Regions from separate parts of the Sus scrofa genome. Here regions 1 and 2 are each linked to region 3. The links are chromatin contacts, called in public Hi-C maps. All regions are on one chromosome and are shown on one strand. The core of a region is the stretch at or near the end of the contact, and the rest is flanking DNA. Distances in the headings are between cores, read along the strand shown. Region 1 holds the start of NCEH1 (neutral cholesterol ester hydrolase 1). Region 2 holds the start of ECT2 (protein ECT2). Region 3 holds the start of TNFSF10 (tumor necrosis factor (ligand) superfamily, member 10).

Region 1 (4,871 bases), core at 874-3,373, 170 kb before region 3:
GTGCACTGCTTAAGGGAAGCTGCATGGCACTTACTGGCAGAGATAAATATTGGTTCCATCACTTACAAACTAGAAGACCATGAACAAGCTGCTCTGGGCCTCAAAGGGCTCATCTGTAAACTGAGCTTGTTATTACTGGCTAAAGATATAAGGATAGGTCAGGTGTTGGGGGTTTTTTTGTTGTTTGTTTTGCCATCAGCTTTAAGATCAATGATTTTATGAATACAATAAAAATTCAGGATAAAAATATTAAAGTCTACAAAGTAAAACCTTGAATTATTTTACAGATTACCTGAAAGCAAATTGTATTAATCAATCCAGGTGTCAGCTTGGTTGATAGCTCTGAGATTGTCTATAGTCACCTGTAGAGGTTAGCTTCCAATTCTAACCACATACATTCACTCACAAACATATACGTCTCTTTCTCTTTAGAGTTATATGCTTAGCTAGTTATAAAAAAAAAGAGATATAAAATTATGATCTCAAATTGAATGCTTGAAACATCATTGAAGTATACCCTTCATGTAAATGTTTTCTTCCTGGGAGTTCCTATCGTGGCTCAGCGAAAACAAAACTGACTAGGATCCATGAGGATAATAGATTCTATCCCTGGCCTTGAGGATTAAGGATCCAGAGTTGCCGTGAGCTGTGATGTAGGTCACAGAGGCGGTGTTGCTGTGGCTGTGGTGTAAGCCAGAGGGTACAGCTCCGATTTGACTCCTAATCTGGGAACTTCCATATGCTATGGTGTGGCCTCAAAAGACAAAATAAAATTAATGTTTTCTGGAGTTCCCATCGTGGCTCAGTGGTTAACAAATCTGACTGGGAACCATGAGGTTGCGGGGTCGATCCCTGCCCTTGCTCAGTGGGTTAGGGATCTGGCATTGCTGTGAGCTGTGGTGTAGGTTGCAGACGTGACTCAGATCGCATGTTGCTGTGGCTCTGGTGTAGGCCGGTGGCTACAGCTCCGATTCGACCCCTAGCCTGGGAACCTCCATGTGCCGCAGGAGCGGCCCAAGAAATGGAAGAAAGACAATAAATAAATAAATAAAATAAAATTAATGTTTTCTTCCAAACTTTGAATGGTAAACCAACTTTCTCCCAATAATTTCTTCAGTCCCAAATTATTTCACTGATTTGAATTTAAATTTAAATTACTATATCACAGTGCAAAATTATAGGTACCAAGTGTTTTAAGGCCTTGATCAGTAAGTTTGGAGTTATTCTCTAACCACCTCCTTAAAACTGTTCTCCAGTTTTTTCCTTCTGGATCCTTACTTGTAATTCTGCTCATGAAGTTCTCTCACATTCTATATCCACCCTTCTCCCCTATCTTTAATAGGAAATCTGGATTCAAATTCTTTTTTGCTTCCATGGACCCACTGAAAGAATTTTTTCACATGTTATTTCCCCATTTATTTATATTAGTGTAGACTCCTGAATATTTATTGTATTCACTTATTATAATCTATTATTATTTATTTTGATGATAAAAATTGCCCCAGCTTTAGCCATTGGGAGATCCTTCAAGATGCCGCAAGTGTCCATTTGACTAGTTCCCATCTTTTTTTAGCACCTTCTCTTCCAGAACAACATATTCATCCTATACTTTCCCTGTCCCAGCCCTGTAATCAGCCTTTTCTCTGGCCAAGAGTCGTGATTCCTTCTATTAGAGAATAAGATCTGGAAACCAGGATTTGGGTGCTAGTTGTACAAGTGGCTTATAGCTTGAGCTATACAAATTTATTATATTATTTTCCCCCACAAATCAGCTAGAGTTTACATTCCCTTGAAAATGTTTGTAGAAGACAGTGAATTTTTATTATCTTTCTCATATCAGACTCCATTTTGAGTCAGAATGGCCTGCGTGCTTTGGACAGACATAAACTCATCACACCGAAACTATTCTGGGCATGTTTCCCTTTGGGAATCTTCAGGAAGAAATCCTTGGTCACAGGCGTGCAGTACCGGCCTATGTCCTCCAGAGTCCGCTGTGCTACACCCAGCACAGCCCCAGAGCTTTCTCAAACCTGCATCCTCTACAATACTTTGCAAGGACACCTCTTTGCGTAGAGGGGGCGCGTCAGCTCTCTGACTTCCTCCCGACGCCGCCTCTGATAGGCTTCTGGGCAAATAAGAAACCAGTGAATGAGCTGCAGGCCTTTAGAAAAACTTGCCTCAGGCCCTTGGGTGGATTGCCCTTTTCTCCTTGTCAGCCGGGCGGGATAGCCAAGCCGGTAGAGGATGAAGTCGTCTTGTGTCCTGCTTACCGCCCTGGTGGCGCTGGCCGCCTATTACGTCTATATCCCCCTGCCTAGCTCCGTGTCCGATCCCTGGAAGCTGAGGCTGCTGGACGCCGCTTTCCGGAGCGCACAGCAAGTGGTGAGACGCAGCACATCGCTGATTCTCTCTCCCTCCTCTTAAGCAGTATTTAAAGGGGGAAACAGAATTTCCAGACTTTGTCCCACGAGAATTTGTATTTTTCTAACGCGATGAGGCAGTTGCTTTTTAAGGTGGTTCAGGCCGGCATTTTCAGGGTGTCGCATTCCCCTCCTTGCTAGCAGCGGGCTGGATCTGTGTCTCTTCGTCTGTGTTGGGAACGGACAAGGTGAAGTTCTGGAATAGAATTTGACTCCTGTTTAATACTTCGTCTTTTCTAAATGTCTCCATTCTTTCTGGGTTTGCAGCGCCAAAAACCAGTTTTACAGCATTTTATAAACCACCCCTTCCCCATTTCTGTTCACCCGTAGGGGGCGGCGGACAGTGAGTTAAGTGTTTTATTAGGAAGGTTCTGGGAAAAACAGTCACTGGTTACTGGGAATGCGGCCACCTTAAAAGCCGACTTGGGCAAGGGCGATCTCCCAGCATCCTGGCAATGGAGCCCTCCATTACCAGGGGCAGCAGGCAAGGCTCCTCCAAACACTTGGGGAACAACACAGATCTAGCATTTCATGCGTGGCACTCATAAGCCCAGCCCAGGAAAGGAGGCTAAGAGGCCTGGCTGGCTGGCTGGAGGCCAGATTTGTGGAGGTGGTAGCAGCAGGTGTTTGCATAATGCATTTGTTTTCTGCCTACCCTGAAACGTTTAGTTTATGTCCTTGACTGTAGAGGAAATAACCTTTGCCTGAGCCAGGATACCTTGGCTTACCCTGGCATGATCACATTTCTCTCTACTATATCATGGGTGTGTATTTCTTTAACTCCATAGACAGGAAAATGTAACTTTCTGGTTTATTCTATGTCAGAGACATTGTTAGTGCCAGAAATCCAAACTCTAAACTACAATCTGTAGTCAAGGCTTAGCCCTATAATTGAACAGTATTTCTGAGCAGCCTACTCTATCTAAACTTTTAACCCTCCTCCAAAACCAAGTCTCCTCCCTTCCCCCAACCTTGGGCTTTGGTCTTAGATTATTTTTGTAAACTCCTTTCAAGAATGACAACTAGAGGAGTTCTCTTTGTGGCTCAGTGGTTAATGAATCTGATTAGGAACCATGAGGTTGTGGGTTGATCCCTGGCCTTGCTCAGTGGATTAAGGATCTGGCGTTGCCATGAGCTGTGGTGTAGGTCACAGATGCAGCTCAAATCCTGCTTTGCTGTGGCTGTGGCGTAGGCCGGCAGCTACAGCTCTGATTGGACCCCTATCCTGGGAACCTCCATATGCTGCGGGTTCGGCCCTAGAAAAGGTAAAAAGCCAAAAAAAAAAAAAAAAGGAAAAGAAAAGAATGACAACTAGAGAAGGAGAAAAAAAAAACATGATTTTCTTAGAGGGTTAATTTTCTTTTTCCACAATTATTCTAATTGTAGGATTATATAGTCTCTGAGGCCTTGACCAATCAAAGAGCCCCTTAACTAGGATATCATAGCACATTCCTAGGAGGACTTTGCTTTTCTTGAATCCAGCCACATTTTCCACTTCCAAGTCCCCTCTTGTCTCTTAGGAAGGGTCTATGAGGCTCTAGAGCCTCTTCCTTTCCTCCTTCTTACTATGATGTTAACATGGTGGAGGAATGACCATCCTCTTCTCTGGCAGTGATTCCAAGGAAAGCGATCTTCATGCAGGAAGCCCTACAATTACTCTCTTCTTCCAGAAATTATGTAACTGGTCAGTAACACCCTTTAAAGATTCTGGGGTACAGTTATATCTATCTGGGAGTCTTTGGCCTTCTACAATAAAAAGAATAATGACTAATAAGAATAAGAAAAAAAAGAAAAAGAAAAAGAATCAAACTACCATGTGGCCACAAAGATTATTCTTACTTTTATGGTCACCGAAGAAATCCCTATCATAATTTGGGAAAAGCCAGGTTTGGAAAAAAAGGCTTTCTTCCCCAGTGAAGCAGGTCTTTGGACTGGATGGCCCTCTGCAGAATGTGCCTTCAGCTGGCATTTGGAAATGATATTGTTTGTAATGCCAGGTCATAGAGATATAAGGTAACAGAGTGTCCTCACTTGACACTGTGGCTGGGGGGTGTGGTTGGGGATTGCACAGAAGTGGCTCTCATCAGTTGTCTTATGAATTGTAAAATGTCAGAAAGATCATTCACACCACAAGGAAGCATATTCCACCCAGGAAAGCTATTTACCAATGTCACTTCAAATTGTCCTGGGGAAAAGGCAACGTGGCTTGACACTTGTTAGTAAATAAAGCATGACTGTTAAAGTTAGATTCATGCCTCCCTGAATCCCATCTCAGCCAGGCCACTTAGTGGCTGTAAGACCAGGCTATTTAATAACCTTCTCTGATCCTCAGTTTTCCTTGTAAAATTGGGCTAATAGCTACCTTTTAAGAGTGCTGGAACTGGTTGTAGTTCTTCTTCTAAGTGTTGTCCCAAAGGGCCACTACAGATTGTGGGGAAAACCTACAGTATT
Region 2 (4,592 bases), core at 839-3,338, 210 kb before region 3:
CCAATAGTTGTTAACAAGAGTCTTTACTTAGAATCAATGATAAATTCTTTACAGCCCTTATTTTTTTTGTTAACTCTCTTACACTTAAATGTTTCCAATGAAAAAGAAAGGCTTTAAATAGGCTTTCATTTAAAATTCCCCCAAAAGAATGTTAAAAAGAAAATGAAATGAACTAGCCGGAGTTCCCCTGTGGCTCAGTGGTAACGAACCCAACTAGCATCCATCCCTGGCCTCGCTCAGTGGGTTAAAGGATCCAGCACTACCTTGAGCTGTGGCGTAGATCACAGACAAGGCTTGGATCTGGCATTGCTATGGCTGTGGAGTAGGCCAGCAGGTTTCTATCCTTAGCCAGAGAACTTCCATATGCTGTATGCAGCAAGCACAGCCCTAAAAAGAAAAAAAAAAAAAAGAAAGAAAGAAAGAAAAGAATTAGCCTGCTTTAAGGAATGGAGGAGGGAGACCTTAATAAATCAAAAACACCCTGAGTTTATATTTTTCACCTATGCTTCTCTGTTTAACAGGTGGGCGGTTATAAATTAAAATTGTTGAGCCCGTCCTGGCTCAGCGGAAACAAATCTGACTAGTATCCACGAGGACACAGGGTCCATTACTGGCCTTGCTCTGTTGGTTAAGGATCCAGCGCTGCCGGTGTAGGTCACAGACCTACTGGGATCCTGTGTTGCTATGGCTATGGTGTAGGCCAGCAACTACAACTCTGATTCCACCCCTAGCCTGGGAAGCTCCATATGCCACAGGAGTGGCCATAAAGAGAAAAAAAAAAATTTGAAATTGTCTGTGATGATAACTGTACATGACCAATTTATTGCCAAAACAGCTTTAAAATTTAGAAAGAGCTGTATAGTAAACTGATGACACAACAACCAACAGTCTGATTACAGACTGAAATACACTAATGGCATTTTCACATTCATGTATTCTGTAAGTTTTTAAATAAACACAAAAGAATTAGTGTTTATAAACTCATACAGATTATTTCTCAACTGAGCACATACTCAAGGAGCTTCTGATAAATACATACTACAACACATGCCTCTTTTCATCACGAAGATAAAAGCTGTCATTTAAATATTCACTTTGTTTTCTTTTACTTTTTTTTTTTAGGCAATCATCTGTCAGGGTGGAGGAGCTAAATGCCCTACTGGTTTTATTGGTGGTGTTACTGACAATAACGTGATTGCTAACATATATGACACTTGATTAACAAGTAACTTAATATGCGGCATTGTTCTAAATCTTAAGACAGTGTCCTTAAACATCTAACTTGCGTTTAATCTTTGCGACAATTCTAAGAGGCAGGTTCTATTACCATATCCATTTTTTAGATCAAGAAACCTAAAGCAGAGAGACCAACACCCCCCAGGTCAAACTGTTAGTAGCAAAACAAGGATTCAAATCCCGGCTGAGTCCCGAGGCTGCACTTTTTGAACCACTAAACCATACTTATCTGTACCCAGCGTGGGGCGCCAAATGGGCGGGCGTTTTACAGAAATACTAGAAACTAAACTTCCCACAGAGAAGACGCCGGAGAAGAATCCAAAAGGGAAACCACTAAGTAATCTGAGATAAGCTCCCAAAGGCCGCAGCTGCCGGCCCCTAGAACCACAGCGGCCAGTGCGGCTCTCCAAGACCCTCCTCCCAACAGCTGCCCCCTTCGCCTAGAACCTCTTTAACAGAAAGCATCCAATTCGGTGACCGGTGAAGCTTAGCAGCCAGGTGGACTTCGGGCTCCCACTCCTCCTCCCGGCCCCCGCTGTTGGCAACCCGGCCGAAAGTTTCCCAAAGCCGAGAAACCTGGGCTGGGAGCTCCGGAATTCGCGGTCACCGGGGCGGGGCCCTGGGACACGAACTGAGCGGCCCGCTGCTCCGGGATCGCCAACCCATTCCCACCTCCGCCTCCCACACCTACAGAGCCCTCACCACGCTCTAAAGACGCCCTGAAAGTTCCACCACTTCAAACACCAAGCCTTCTCACCGTTACCGCCATTCCTCGCCGGCGGCCACTGCCAATTCAAAAAAGCAAACCGCTCTCTCCAAAAGCCATGCCGATTGGCGCGTGATGTCAACCTCCCTCCCATAGGCTGGAGCCTCTAGGGGGAGGTGATTGGCCGCTGTTCTCCGCCCACCTCCCCGCAAGCGCCGACTGATTGGTTGTGCGTGTGTTTCAAATAAACCCAACGGCTCCGACGTCGGAACGTCGGGAATGGGTAAAGAAGTGCCCGGATGTGACCAGAAGATGGCGGTAGTGGCTACTGGGCTTCTGTGGGAGTAGCAGGTGTGTCTATGGCTACCGCTTGTTTTTTCAGTAAACATCCTATTTCGTAAGGAAGGTTTAAGTTCCTCAAAAAAAACTTTTTCACCAAATCCTTTAAACTTAATCAGTGCCTTGATAGATGAATTTTCCCCCATTGCTTCTTGTGAGCTCTTTAAGAGTTTTCTGCTTGTAAACTTTTTGCTTTAAATTTTTAGTTTGGTTGTGGAGTTTGGGGTTTGGTTACTGTGTTGGCCTGGCAGGGCTGAGGACAAGGGAACTCGCCGGCACTCCAGGTGGACTTCAAATCAGCAGCCGCTTATTTAAATCCTGATTTATGCAAAGCAAGTGTGTCTGGATTAAGGAATTTCACCGGTGATTAGAAAAATAAATTCTTAGTGTTTCCAGGACTTCCTCCCTCCCTCTCTCCCTTCCTCCCTCCCTCTCTCCCTTCTTGCACTTGAACAGTTGTAAAAATATATTACGAGATTCTAGAATCTCCTGGAGTTAAAGTAAATTGCTTCCAGTTGCCCCCCTCCCCCTACACACACACCCTGAGATTTGCTCCTTTCCTCTGAGGTCTAGCCAAGAATTTGTTTTTCCAGTAATTACTATTGCTATAATGAAAATATTTTATTTTCTTCATTTCTAAATATAATGCCCTGTAATACAACCTCTTAAAAATTTGCTTCCCAAAGATCAGTTTTGCATAGTCCCTACCTAATCCTTGGTTTAAATAAAGGAAGAAAGGACAATCTATTGCTGGAAGCTTAAATTTTCATAAGAGGAGGAAAACGTGTATTTTGGAATGTAACACTTCTGCACAACTGAAAGGGTCGTCAGGATTTAGAATTTTTCCTAATTTTGTCAGGTCACTTAGAAAGCCTAAGAAGTTTATAACACATTCCACAAAATGAAAGAAACAGTCTGGTAATTATTTGTTTCCCTTTATAATTGAAGAATACTTACAGTCTGCCCCTCATTTAATGTCATGATAACTGTTAGGGCAAAAGAAAAGAAAACCAGTAATTGAAATTTCACTTTGGAATGTGCTTGCATACTTCAACTAGGGTGTGCCCCAGCATTCCAAAAAGCCTCATCACTGAAAATGTATTAAGCTAGTGAAGAAAGCAACCTGTGCATTGATCCCTTTTAGGGTTTGCGCCCAAATCTAATAATTGCCCATAAGATATCACCATGCAAATTGTGTACTAGCTTAACAAAAGCTGTGCTTGATTTCCTTTTCAGGGTTATATGGCAGTTTGACTAGCAAATAAACAAGTAATACAGTCTTCTAACATTTCCTAACTATGTTACATCCTTTTCCATTTTCTAGGCATGTAACCTCAAGCAAGTTATTTAACCTCCCTATGCCTTGGTTTGAGTTTATATAAAAAAGTTTATATAAAAGTTTACATAAAAAAGTTAATATATGTAATTAAAACATATTCTGGCATATAAGAAACATTGAATAGATGTTAGCTGTTAGTAATTCTACTACTTTTACTGGTACTGTGGATGCTGCTAGTACCATTACTGTTATCTCAGCTGAGGCCCTTTAATTTCCAGATGTAATGGATGGTTCTCTATACTGCCTTCTTACACCTCACCACAGAAGCCATGGCACCTGTTTCTGTTCCCCTTGCCCTACCCTTCCCCAAATCCCACCCGACCCCCAACCCCCAACAGACAAAGCTTGATCCAACAAAGACCTCCATTGTATTCTTTTCCTGCTAGAGACAGGACAGTCCCTCTGAACCAAACTTAATCTCTCTCTTCTAAGGGAAAGCCTGTTGTGCTTGTCTAGAAGATACAGCCCTCTTGCTACTGCCCACGGCCAGGGTTCTGTTCTCTTCTAAGGCAAGTCTCAGCCAAGATTCTTTATGATAAATGTTAGCCTCTGCCTTCATTGAATTCATTGTCAAGGGGACAAAACTGTTTATAGGATAGATAGGTAGATCAAAATAAGAAGTTCCTTGAAAGAATAAACCATTTAAAATTGTTATGTTGGAGTTCCCGTCGTGGTGCAGTGGTTAACGAATCCGACTAGGAACCATGAGGTTGCGGGTTCGATCCCTGGCCTTGCTCAGTGGATTAAGGATCCCGAGTTCCTGTGGCTCTGGCGTAGGCTGGTGGCTACAGCTCTGATTAGACCCCTGGCGTGGGAACCTCCATATGCCACAGGAGTGGCCCTAGAAAAGACAAAAAGACAAAAAAAAAAAAAAAATTGTTACGTCATCCACAATTTCTAAGATGCTGAATAAGCAGGTTTCAAACAAAAAAATACTAAACTTATTGAGTATATTAAAGTATGTGACATATT
Region 3 (4,463 bases), core at 314-2,813:
ACAGTGACCTCACTGAGAAATGAGTTTGACTGCTGGGTCAGCCGTGAGGTGCTCTTGTCCTCCTCCTTTGTACTTCCATGAAAAATCGACTCAATACATACCTTGCTTATTCTTGATACTCTTTAGCTGCTGTTGTCTGTGTTGCATTTGTGGTATTTGGTTGCAGTGCACCACTACATACCTGACCCTAGGGATATTGCAGAAGAGGGGTGGACCAAGATTGCAAGGGCCATGCAGGGTATGTAAGGGGAGCATATGGTCAGGCCATGCAAGATGGCTGTTCTCTTGCTCTCTGTCCACCTGCTCGACCAGGCCCTGCTTCACTCATATTACTATCCAATCCTCTTAATTATAAGGCTTAATTAATATTGCCTACCTACTTGCTCCCTGCCCCAGTCCCTGGTTTCCCTGGTAACTGATGACCCAAACTGATGTCAATTCCCCCTATAAATGGTAGCCCTCTTCTGCCCCAAGTAGCAAAGTCTGCTGCCATGTCCTGCCTTCTATAGGTTATACACAGTGGGATGTCAATCCAGGACCTTCAGACGTGTGAGCGTCCCTTGTCCAATAAACCATGATGTTTCTGTCACTGTCTCTGGTCTCTTCATTTGGTCTTAAGGACAGGCAGCTGCAAGGCTTGCAGCCCAACAACTATCTAGTCAAAATAAGTAAGATGCAGGAATTCCCACCATGGCACATTGGTTTAAGAATCTTGCACTGGCACAGCTGCAGTGTAGGTTGCAGCTGTGGCTGGGATTTGATCCCTAGCCCTGGAACTTCCATATGCTGTGTGTACAGCCAAAAGAATAATATGTAAAAAAAAAAAAAATAGAGGAATAGAAGACTCTTTGTGTAGGTAGAAAATGATGGAAAGATACACACTTATAAAATCTTGTGACCTAGATAGCCCTCTAGCCTAGATAGTGAATGAATGGGCTAGTTTGTAGAAACATGGACTCGTGGACTCAATTCAGATGAACTGGTGACTTTATTGACAGTGATCACTACAAAGAAAGGCCAAAATCTTGTTTTGATTGAGTCATGGGTTGTAGTTGTGATTGTAACACTTAGTCTTTTTTTACTCTTTTAATGTCTTTTTTTACTCTTTTAATCCGGGGGGAGCTATAGGCATTTCCTAGAGCTGCCACAAAGAAGTAGCACAAACAGAAATGTGTGGTCTTATAGTTCTGAAGCCCACATGTCCAAAACCAAGGAGTCAGAAGGGCCATGCACCCCTGAAATCTGTAGTGGCATTCCTTTGCCACTTTGTGCTTTGGAACCAGCTTGTAGTGGTTTGGAGTTCCTGGGCTCGCAGTTGAATGTTTCCAGTCTCGATTTCATCCTCATGCATGTGTTCTCCCTGTTTATCTTCGTAACCTTCTCTTTTTTAAATGTTTTATAGTAGTTGATTTACAGTGTTGTGCTAATATCTGCTGTACAGCAAAGAGTCTTCATAACTTTCAGTTTCGTTTTCTTCTTTACCAGTAAACAAATACGAAAGGACTCCAAACTCCACCCACTTCAAGTCGCTCTAACCAAACCTGCTGCCTGCCTGCCTCTGCAGCAGTCAGACCCTGCCTGGACCATGGCGGTGATGCAGACTCCAGGAGGCCCCAGCCCCGGGCAGACCTGTGTGTTGATCCTGATCTTCACAGTGCTCCTGCAAGCCCTCTGTGTGGCCTTGACTTACGTGTACTTCACCAATGAACTGAAACAGGTCGGTACCATGTACACGTTCCCTGACAGAGGCTCTCAGCCACCCTCTGGATTACTGCCTCTCTGTTGGCTGCTCTGTGAAGATTTTACAAGGGAAGAGAATGCTTCCTTTCTCTGCCAGGGACTCTAACTGCTAATGCATATCATTTCTGAGGACTTTGCAAACATGAGTTGAAGTGATTGTGTGGACGGAAGGCAGTTACAGACGGCTCCACCAGTTACTAGCAGATGTTGGCAACTAACCTCCTGGGTAGCTTTTTTGTCTTCAACAGTACCTGTATGTGTATGTTATAATATTAGCAACTGCTACCACTCATTGAGTGCTTTCTGCTTAATGCTTTACAGTTGATGCAAATTCTTGGGTGAGGGGAGCTGTGTCACAACAGGGCAGTGTCTGCTTTTGCTTACTGTGATACTTCTAGGCACTAGCACATAGATCCCGTATAGCAGGTGTTCATTAAACACTTGTTGAATGAATAACCCACCTTCACAAACTTGGGGATCCTGCAAGTACATAGGGAGTAGGGTAGAGTTATAAATCACTTATATTTAATGGCCGTGTTTCAGATGTGGTTAATTCCAGTGGATTTTGAATACAAAATTACTGACTCAGCCAACTCAGTTTTTGGCATTTTGTGTATATCTTAACAAATTGTATGTTGTGGGGAACTTTGAGCTAAAAGGAACTTTGGACAACTCCATTTTATAGATGAGACTAGGAACTGCTAGAGAAATGATTTAGGCAAGCTCAGGCAGAACTTGGGAAGGAAGCAAGCTAGACTCAGGTCTTCTGACAGATAGTTGATGCTCTCCCCATGACAGCAAGTTACTGAATATAGCACCAATTTCCACAAATGATCCTCTATGCTACTCACGATTTGCAGAAAATGATTGCCATTAACTAATGTCTGGGCAGCAAAAAGGGTCAATGCTGCACACCTTGAAGTCTCTGAGCCAGCCAGCAAAGGGGTCCTTCACTGAGCTCAAGCCCTGCCAAGAACTGGCTGGTCCTAGCGTAGACAACCACAGTGTCTGTGATGGCGCCAAGGGCAGTTGAGTGGAATCCGCTTCTCAGAACTAAGGGCCTCTAGAACAGAAGAGCAGTGCAATAGCTGTCTCTGCTTCTAGAGGTATGCAAGTAAAAATAGCACCCGCCCTCAACGGCCAGATGTGGTTAGCAAGAGAACAGCCCCAGCCTGAGATGTGCTGGAGGAAATTCTACTTCAAAGTGTGAAAGGATGTGGAAAGGAAAGTGGGAGAGAGACACAGCATATTAACCATCATTAGTCATTCTTGGAATAACCATAGTGCCCCTCACCTGTGTGTCAGTCACCCATGTTGGCTAAGATCTGGAGAGGAAACCGTCAAATATGAAACATGTGGAAATGGGGTGCAGAGTGGCTGGGGCTCTGTACTGTTCAGAAATCAATATATAAGTGGAAAAATATCTAGGAGGAACCCATGATCTCTAGAAGGTAGGATTATGGGTGCCTTTTTTCCTTTTTATTTTTCTATATTTTACAAATTTTCTGCAGCAAACACTGTAAAAATTGCTATCCATATGATTTTCATACAGCTCTAAAGAACAAATTAAGACATTGTTATATAGTTTTAAGAGAAAACAAGCATGTACAAAAAAAATTGACCCCACACCATCTGATCTCAACCTTGTAAACAAGAGAGATTGTCCAAAGGTTAGTTAGGGGTGGAAATAGGGTGGATTTGTGTGTGTGGAGAGGGGGAAGTTGTTTTACCTTTAGAAAAGTATTCTATAATTTTCTATATTTTCCAGGCTGCCTGTATAACCTCAATATGTCTAGGCTTCATTGTAAATCTAGGGTAATAGTGGAGTCTCACTAGCTTTTTAGACCCCCTCCCATGTATACTTAGGACCTTACTCAGTTTTCAAAGTTCTCCCTCCCACCTCCTAAAAGTGTTTCTGAAAATCCCCAGAGGGTATCCAGAGACCACCTGGGCTGGCCCCTGCTCTTTTCCACCTTCTCACACCCCACTTTCCAAGGGCTGCCAGCTACCCTGACCACCAGATCGCAGCACCTGTCAAGTCTGCCTTGTTCTGCCCCTGGCCTGGTCTCCCAGGTCCTTGCCCCTCTCAGGTTGAGACAGTTGCCAGCCGCTGTGAAGAAGGAAAGTTGCTCCCTCCTTTCTGCATCATGCACAGTGTTTTGTTTCAAAAAGCTAGAAAACCGTGTAGGTCTGTTTATTCAGCTTCAGCAAATTGACGCCTGGCCAAATGGCACACAGAATCCTGACTGGGCAGGGCAATGGTAATAAAGCTGTTCTTCCTGGAACTGCCCCCAGGCCTTGAAGCTAAATTGAGCTCTTCTTCTCTGACTCCCCCCCAGTTTTTTAGACACGCTTTTATTTCTAAGTTAAGTTTCTTCCTTAGAAATGCTTTTCAGCTCCTGCATAAATCACAGATGAAAATTAATGTCTTGGGGGTGGGTAGAGACAAAAAAATGGTGTCAGGTGGCCCCCGCTATCACCCCTACTCTATCTACTAGGAGAATGTTTTACTCTTGTAATCTTAAAAAGGTGGAAAATAAACATTGACTTGAAAGTAAATGAATGTTCTATGCCAGAGTGTGGTGAAGGAATTAATTAACTCAGGTTTGTCACTTTTGCACTTGAGAGACCTGAGGAAATGTCCCAGGGGTATGTGGCCGACAGTTTAGATCCATATGATTCCAGCTGAAACCTCTTGTAAGTATTTAAGTTATTTTTATTTG

Evidence for each region. A called contact is a pair of places that touch in the nucleus more often than the background predicts.
Region 1: a Hi-C map of mesenteric adipose tissue shows a contact between it and region 3, with 1.8 times the contacts expected there. The contact joins the promoter of NCEH1 here to the promoter of TNFSF10 in region 3. A contact is called at or near these places in 2 of 47 Hi-C or Micro-C datasets (heart right ventricle and mesenteric adipose tissue) and 1 of 2 datasets of contacts at active chromatin or transcription factors (alveolar macrophages).
Region 2: a contact with region 3 is called in a Hi-C map of alveolar macrophages, with 1.9 times the contacts expected there. The contact joins the promoter of ECT2 here to the promoter of TNFSF10 in region 3. A contact is called at or near these places in 2 of 47 Hi-C or Micro-C datasets (alveolar macrophages and subcutaneous adipose tissue).

Annotation. Positions count from the first base shown.
Region 1 is chr13:111,204,537-111,209,407 of Sscrofa11.1, reverse strand. NCEH1 (neutral cholesterol ester hydrolase 1) reads left to right here and starts at 2,123. Exons shown (of 5, transcript NM_001243484.1): 1 at 2,123-2,382. The coding sequence starts at 2,245.
Region 2 is chr13:111,245,711-111,250,302 of Sscrofa11.1, reverse strand. It overlaps ECT2 (protein ECT2), which reads right to left and starts at 2,088. Exons shown (of 26, transcript XM_021069804.1): 1 at 1,939-2,088.
Region 3 is chr13:111,035,352-111,039,814 of Sscrofa11.1, reverse strand. TNFSF10 (tumor necrosis factor (ligand) superfamily, member 10) reads left to right here and starts at 1,563. Exons shown (of 5, transcript NM_001024696.1): 1 at 1,563-1,717. The coding sequence starts at 1,586.